2 separate regions of the Mus musculus genome follow, and region 1 is linked to region 2. Evidence: chromatin contacts called from public HiChIP or PLAC-seq data. All regions are on one chromosome and are shown on one strand. Each heading gives the region's core, a stretch centred on a gene start, on an enhancer-like site or on the middle of the called end of the contact. The rest is flanking DNA. Distances are from core to core; before and after follow the strand shown. Region 1 overlaps Map3k7 (mitogen-activated protein kinase kinase kinase 7). Region 2 holds the start of Map3k7 (mitogen-activated protein kinase kinase kinase 7).

Region 1 (4,258 bases), core at 1,421-3,920, 47 kb before region 2:
TAGCAGACATCTAAAGAGATCTGATTTTCTCCTGTGCCACACTGTTGATTCCCATGTACGAATCTAGGCTGAAATTAGGAAACCCTCTAAGGCAATGCAAGGGAGAATAGTCCCTTAGTTTGGGGGGGGGGGTTGTGGTCATCATCATCATCAAGAACAACAGCCCAACAACAACAGCAGCAGCTGGTGTCACCCCAATGGCTAGAGCACTTCACTATGCACCACTGGACAGGAATCTTGGTGAGGTTTTGCTACTATAAGTGTTTAACTTACCCAAAGTAGACAGTACACACCCCTTGCTAAACATAGTTCTAAATTATATGACACAGGGAAAAGCTGCTCATTTAATTTTTAAAATGAAACTATAAACCTGACTAGGCCATACCAGGTATCTATAAATACTGAAAACATAGTTTGTGAAGACAGTAAACTAACTTCAAAATTTCAGTTTAATTGGTACTTTTTTCTTTCTTTTTGTTTTTGACACAGGTTTCTTTGTGTAGCCTTGGCTACCCTAGAACTCTCTTTGTAGACCAGTCTGCTCTTGATGTCATAGAGATCCGCCTGCCTCTGCCTCCTGAGTGCTGGGATTAAAGGGGTGTGGCACAACAACCTGCTTAATTTCAAACAACTTCATTTTCCAAGGTCTATGAGACCACCTTCCTTCCCTTCTGTTGTACTAAAACACAGAACAAGATCTTCCTTAGATACAGTGCTTGCGTGTGTGCTAAGACATCACAGTACTGTGCTCTCATGAGAAAACTATCCCTCCCTTTGCACAGGTATTTTTAATCCGCCATTATGATAAACTGAGCTATTTACACTGGAGTTTTAATAAACTAAAAGGATTTCAAATGTCTATGCATTTGAAATAAAGTCTCTCATGAGGTATGAAAAGTTGCCAAATAGATTTCTCACTTGGACACATATTCTGTGTTTTAAAAACCAGAGGCTGACACTCAGGAAATAACTCTAACAGCTGACAAAAGGGATCTCATCAACTTCCAAAGCTTCTTCACAGCAAAAGAACAGCTAAGCTGGGCGTGCTGGCCTTTATCCCAGCACGTGTGAGCAGAGACAGGCGATTAGCTGTGACTTTGAAGCCCACAGGGTCTACCATAGTAAGTTTTGAGGCCAGAAGTAATATACACACTGTGAGATCCTGCTCCTCCTACAAACCAACCAACCAACCAACCAACCAACCAACCAACCAACCAACCAACCACTAACAAGTTAAATACAGTCTATAGAGTGGGGGGAAAAGTCTTTCATGGCTGTGTATGTATATTTATAATAAAAATAAAAGAACAAAAATAAAACCCTGAAGAAAGCAAGCAGCCAATCAAATCAGTACGCAGACTAATGATTAGACAGTTCTCAAAAGATGTAATACAAGTGGCTAATAAACACAAGAGAAATGGCCTGGTCAAAACCAGCCCTGATTAGGTCCTAGGTCCTAGAGAGGAGTCTAATGTTATCTTGCTATATTAACATGTTATCAACCTGCTTCTAAATAGTGATATTTATTCCTATGGATTAGAGTGGCTTTCAACCCTGGCTAGAGAAGATTCTTTTTGAAGTTGTAGTATTTAACTCAGGGAGGGAGGGAGGGAGGGAGAGAGAGGTTAAAGTGTTAAGGATCAGTAACTGTGAGTGCTCAGTCCTAAGTGGGACAGCTGTATCAACAACCTAAGAAGGCTCAGGGAATATCACAGAAGAGGAGAAAAGAATCCAAGAACCAGAGGATCTCAGGAGGCGGTGAAATGCTGGCTGATGGACAGGGTCTAGGTATTCCACTCATCAATCCATTGCAGCTGTGGCTACCCACACAAGATCAGCCAATCAATAAACCAGCATAGAAGGCGAAGAGGCTCATGAGGCCCCACCCTTAGCTGAGCAAGTGATAGCTGCTGGAGGAAGGGGAGTTACAAGCATTTTCCTTGGAGGGGTGTGGCTGCTGCTAGGTTGCCCAAGCGTGGTGGCTGATCCAAACCCTAGGGTTTTGGGGAACAGTAACTGGATTCAGTGGGTCACAAAAAGAAGACAAAGGAGGAAGGGGCATTGGGGAATGGATCCAAAAGGAGTAGGATAATCATGTTGGGGATGTTCAAGATATATTGTATACATGCATGAAACTGTGGAAGAATAAAAGATACTCTTATGAGGAAAACATGGAAATTGCTCAACCTCACTAGCCACTGGGGAAAAATGCAAATTGGAACTTTGCTGTAATCTCACTTCAGCTGCCAGAAGAGTACCCTTATGTACACTGCTGGCAGAAATGTAAACTTGTCAGCCATTGTGAAATCACTACAGAAGATCCTCAAAACATTAAAAACACTAAAATAGGCCCCTGGATGTTTACCCAAAGGACTTCTGTTCGACAAGCGCATCACAGCAGTACTTCCACATCCATGTTTACTGCAGCGCTATACATAACAGCTGAGCTACAGAACTCACTGGGATGGCCAACAACAGAGGATAAAGAACATGCCACAGGTATACACAATAGAGTTTCCAGTGTGTCCTTTGTAGGAAAATGGATGCAACTGGAAACAAGTTAAACTGGTCTTAGAAAAGTATTTGTTTTCACTCCTTTGTGGTTCTTTAACTTTACAGATACATAGAATCACGTTTGTGTAAGACATCAAAGTAGAAGTGAAACTGTCTAAGAGGAACAATGAGGACTAAAGGAAGGAGGGTGGGTGAAAAGAGTGGTACGGGGTATGTTCATTATGCATGAGATACTTTTGTGAAAATGTCCTTTCACGACACAGTCATGTATCAGGAATACACACAATGGAGACTAAACGCAGATCTGAGACATATTTGGGAGGAGTTGGAGTAGGGTTCGAGATGGTCTAAATATACTGTATTCACGTATAAAACATTATTAATAAAAAGTAGAAAGTCAAGTAAAGATGCTGGTGGTCATTGTTAGCGATATGGGAATTGTAGTTACTGAAAAGGTCCAACAGGAACAATCATGATACAAAAATCACAGAGTGAAGTACAAGAACACATGCTTCCAACTGGAAAAATCTGACTATTTTTAATATACGTGTTTAGTATGTGGGAGGGAAAAACACACACAGGGTAAAGCACTTAGTCTCTGCCATAACACTCCAAGGGCATTTCGAAAGCTACTGCCAAGTGGTTGATTTTATAAACATGAAGATCTAAATAATGACATCATGCTTGTCTTTGTAAAGATTAATGCCTCAAGTCAATCCATTTTGTATTACAAGGAACTAGACTGGTCACCTGTGGAATCATCAGGGGTCCACGGGTGACTGCGAGCTGGCTTCTCTGAGGTTGGTCCTGAGGTAGTGATCATTCTGACACTAGGGCTGGATGACCGGCTGCTCACCTGTGAAGAAACGGTAGGAGGAAAAGCTGTCACTTTTTTCTTTTTTTAAAAAAGAATTACAAGACACATCTTCACATCCAATAAGAGGCAAACATTTTCAATTTTTACTAGTAGATGCCTAAGACTCTTGAAAGCAGCATTCTAAGTATATAGTCAGTGTATATCAAATTCACTATGCATTCATACATAGCATCTCTTCAAAACTTACAGAGAAATAAAGCCCACAAAACAAAAGCGGACGGGTAGCCCTTAAGCTGCCAATGCTAAGACTTTACAACCCTGGATCGTCTGTTATGTTGAGGAACTAGTAACAGAGCCACCAATTCTCTGTAGGATGAGAAGGCCTGCTTAATCCCCGCTCAAAGCCAAGGCTCGGGAATGCTTTGTTCTGTGGGAAAGAGAAAACTAGCAAAAAATGAAAAACCTTCCAATAAAAGCAGTTGGCAAGCCCAGCATGGTGGCAGACAGCTGTGATCAGCACTTGGAGGCAGAAGCAGGAGGAACATGAAAGTCCCTTGTACAGGGACACGAAATGAAGGAAGACAGAACTGAGCGACAGTATGAGAAATGAGACAGACGCATGTCCCATGTTTCACATGGTCAGATATGGTCAAATTCCAGAAAACAGACAAGCAAAAAATAGAAGTGGCCTCCCGAGGGAAATGGCAGCTACAGGTGAAGTGTCCCTAAGTCAACAGATCTGAAATTAGAAATGCTTTGAAACCTGAAACTTCCAGTGCTCACAAGATGCCACAAGTAGAAACTGTGTACCTAACAAACACCTCATGTGACTGAAGCCATCATTTAAGTGACCTGCAGGCGATGCATATTGTACAGAGAAAACAAATGCATGGCAAGTTCAGGCCTGGGCCTTATGAGCCAGGTGTC
Region 2 (3,933 bases), core at 1,362-3,861:
TCTAGTCTATGTCCTGACTCTCTTCACTGACGTACAGAAGGTTAAAAACTGAATGACTTATAAAAATTAAGTACTCATGTAGATTTCTTAGGCAGAAAACTAATATAATCTGACATGAAAGTGAAGAGCCACAGTACTCTGATACTGCAATGATGGAAACATCTGCTGTCTTAGAAATGTGTATCTACGAAATGATTCCCCATCTGCCTGGAGTTAGATGTTTTCCTGCCACAGCTTCTAATTATCTTTGTGTAGTGCTGAGTCCATTATATTATGGGTTGAGAAATAAATAATGTGGTTCTCTCGACTTACTGTTTCGCTTTCTGTGGTGCTAGGATTGGAGCCTGAGCCTCAAGCACAGAGGGCAAGAACTTCAATACTGGGTTATACACCAAGCCATTCTTTTCTTAATTGATAGGGCTATGATATACTTGTCCATATAAAACACTGAAGGCATGTGAGATAGTTTTCATGTTGGGTCATCTTTCTGTTTTCCTATTTATGATTTAAACTAGAGATGGAATGTAAGTTGAAATAGTTTGAGTGCCCATGATGCACCTCTGACTGCACAATCTCTTTAATGTGCTCACAGGAAGACTATAATGGAAATTATGTAATGGTTTTGACATCAGAAAGGCCTGAATTAAATCGGGACTATAAAAATAAACTAGGTTCTAAGACGAAACAAATTTCAAAAATGTACCAGCTTTGGATTGAGGGCTTCAAATTGATTATTGTCTCCCTTAGCAACTTGCAGGCCCCAATGAGGCAAGAATGTGAAAGCTTTAAAAAGTTGTGTGCAAAAAACTAAGGCTGCAAAAATCAAACAAAGTAAGCTCGTGGAAATATGTGGTAGACCATGAAGTACAAGTTATTATTATATAACAATTTGTAGTCTACAAGGACAGCAATTCATGAGAGTACACGTAAATGCTTATTTAAAAGCTGCGATTCTTGTATACTGACTCACTGAAGTTTTAGTCTTAAAAAAGAATGTTATCCATGAAAGCTGGACCAACTACCCGCTTCTGAAAAAAGGAATTTATCTTAGCTTCAATGGGGGTGGGGGGGACATATAAAATGTTTTCCTCTTCAAAAACAGGCCTTCTTTTAGCATATGACCTTAAAGCAGGTCACCCTTCCTGTCTGGAACTTTGCTTCCTAACAATATGTCAGGCACTATATTGGATTTTCTGCACACACTGCTTAACTGGATTTGTCACACTGATAAAGTAGCAATCACTCCCATCTTACAGTTAAGGAAACGAACACACAGAAAGCAGTAGGAAACCAAGTCCCACAGTGCTCTGTCTATCTCTGAAGCGTCTTCCTCTGTCTCAAACCTTCCCCTATCCAGCACACTTTTTCTAAGATAATCATGCTCTCAATGAACACACTCATCTCTGGTTAGTTTTTGTGATACAAAGATATGACTTAGTAGTCCTCTAAGGTAAAGATGTATTTATTGATTGTTAATTTGCTTGCATCTTTTAACTCCTTACTATAATACTTTAAAAATGAAGAAAAGACAACTCAGTCTAGCTATAAAAAACCCACACATTAAGGCACAGAAAATGCACAGTGCTCTTAAAAAACGGTTAAACTCATAGAAACTGCGTGAACGCGTTTCTAACCAAAGCTTCAACGAGTTCTAAACGGCATTTTGAATATATGTACAGATTTTTTCCTCTTCAGTAAATATTAAGACTCTTAGAAGTCACTGGCCCCACTGTGAATCTGAAAATAGGCGATGAAGTGAAGACACTCTTCCACCTGAACATTGAATTTATTCGGTTTTTCTAACAGCGATTTCTGGTGTAGCGTAATATTCTGACTGTCACCATAATCACTACTTGCCTCTTCAGACTATGCTACTTGAAACATGTTTTCATAACAGACTTAACGTTACTAGAGATTGAAATTCATCTACAGAGCCCAATAGAAGGTAGAACTACCTACGGTATCAGAGAAAGAAGAATCCGGGACCAGGGGAAGCACCGTGAGACGTTCGACGTTCTCTTTACCAGCCTGTCCCAAGCATCCTTTCGTGTCACACACTGCGCTAGAAGTCACACAGACAGACAAGACAGACATACAGACAGACAGACAGACACACACACACACACTATCCTGGACTCTAACACCACTACCAGCGAGCTGAAATCCCGCGGCCACCAAACTTTGCTCAATCTATTTACGGATAATTGAACTGCCGACCACATAAGAATCAGGTAGAGAATCACAGATTCAGACTCAACCCCCGAAGCCCATGGGGAAGCCGCCTCCCGCCCGGGATCCCAGGCGGCGCGGGGCAGCAGGTCTCGGCCTCGCTCACCTCTTCCACCTCGATCTCCTTGTAGTCGATCTCTTCGAAGTTCAGGACCTGCGACGGCGCTTCGATCATCTCACTGGCAGAAGACGAGGAGGAGGACGAGGCGGCGGAGGCTGTCGACATGATCCCCCGCGGCGCCCGGGGGGCCGCGCCCGCCCTCCGGCTCGCGCAGCGCCCTTCAGCCCGGAGCCCCGCAGCCCCGCCGCCCGGCGCTCCGTGGCGCGGGACCGACCCGGGCCACCGCCGAGTCCCGGCTTCGGCTCCTCAGCGCTTTCCGTCGCCGGGCCCCGCCCACCACACTTCCAGTTCCGGTTTGAACTCGGAACTGGGAGGGAGGAGGCGCGCCTGCCGGACCCGAGCGGGGAATTTCCTGACCCGGGGAGCGAGTGAGGGAGAAGCCGGGGTAGGGGCGGAGTGGAGGAGGGCGAGCGCGGAGCCGTGGGCCCGAGGAACAGGTTTCGCGAGACTTTTGCGAAAGGGCCTCGGCGGCAGGAGGATACCGCGAGACTGGACGCCGTGACGTAGTAAATGTGCGCGATCGGAACTGGCGCGGAGCGAGCCCGAAGGCGGACCGGTTGGTCCTGCGGGATCCAGCGGGAAAGATGAACTCCGTCGCTTTCTGCCTGTTTCTTTTGAGCCGCGTCGTGCCTTCCCCTGCTCTGTGCTGGGCGGTCTGCGGTCAGGCAGCCTAGGGTTTGTCTTGTGCTCATTGGGCACCTCTTCATGTCGGGTTTTCAGCCGTGAGCCCGTTACTTTTTTAAGCGGAACCCCGAGCTGGCGAGGGGGTTCGGGAGCAGCGGTTAGCGCGCGCCATCGGGGGGAGCACCGTGACGCGTGAGCGCTCACTAATGGAAGTTAGCATCGTAGAGAGACACCAGTGGCGTTTTACACACTTCCTAAGGCAGTTCAGATGGCTTCGCTTTGTCACCTTCCCGAGGCTGTCGTCCACAACAGCCCCGAGGGTTTGGTTTGAGAATCCGTGGACACACCAAGACGACGGATTTTAAGAGGAGCCACTATGCCTCAGAGCTATAAGGAGAGTCACGCTTCATTGTCCTTAATGTTTATGTACAGCATTTTGGCGACCTTTGAGGACATTGTCTTTGAAGGACTAATGTCTCTGAAGGATTGTTGAGTTTAAGGGAGATCATAGGGTGGTTCCTGAAGACTACCCAACAAGATTAGGATTGCTACGGTAAAGCCCCATATTCCGGGGTTACTAGAGTTAAGATAACTTAATTGGAAACAAAGTTAATAGTCTAATGTCTAGGAAAGGACGAAGGGCACAGGCTTGAACCTTAGGCAAAGATCCACTGCTAGTTTAACCTAAGATACCTTTATAGGAAGGAATGTTGCCTTTGTGTCGGCAGTCTTCATAGCAAATGTTGGTTGTACTGAGATTATTTATTTATTTATTTTTAACCCGATGAGGAGTTTCAACTTCGAATAAGGGGCACCTTTCCCTATTTATGGTCTCATAGCTTTTCCTTTCCTGCCTTTAATGCTAGTGCTGTATGCTTACTAAATACTCAGCAGTAGCATGGCAATTCAAGTTTGAGTGTCACAAGTTAGGTCAGAGAACCCCAAGATGGAAGGTATTG

Evidence for each region. HiChIP or PLAC-seq counts read pairs in DNA pulled down with a chosen protein or histone mark.
Region 1: a contact with region 2 is called in an H3K4me3 HiChIP or PLAC-seq map of bone marrow-derived macrophages, with 2.6 times the contacts expected there. The contact joins the enhancer-like site here to the promoter of Map3k7 in region 2. A contact is called at or near these places in 1 of 39 promoter capture datasets (pre-B cells), 1 of 15 datasets of contacts at CTCF or cohesin (CD8 T cells), 4 of 484 Hi-C or Micro-C datasets (the MC38 cell line, embryonic stem cells, nephron progenitors and 1 more), 7 of 115 datasets of contacts at active chromatin or transcription factors (the SCID.adh cell line, bone marrow-derived macrophages, embryonic stem cells and 2 more) and 3 of 9 other capture datasets (adipose tissue, liver and pancreatic islet).

What each region holds. Positions count from the first base shown.
Region 1 is chr4:32,009,428-32,013,685 of GRCm38.p6, reverse strand. Map3k7 (mitogen-activated protein kinase kinase kinase 7) reads right to left here. Exons shown (of 16, transcript NM_172688.3): 13 at 3,265-3,370. Among named protein-coding and RNA genes, the nearest start is that of Map3k7, 47 kb to the right of the region's middle. Within about 2 kb of position 2,670, at least 41 of the 459 cell types and tissues checked have an H3K27ac peak or open chromatin away from gene starts, as enhancers often do. A contact at or near this core is called in adipose tissue, bone marrow-derived macrophages and microglia, where this site is marked.
Region 2 is chr4:31,962,785-31,966,717 of GRCm38.p6, reverse strand. Map3k7 (mitogen-activated protein kinase kinase kinase 7) reads right to left here and starts at 2,611. Exons shown (of 16, transcript NM_172688.3): 1 at 2,336-2,611. The coding sequence starts at 2,455.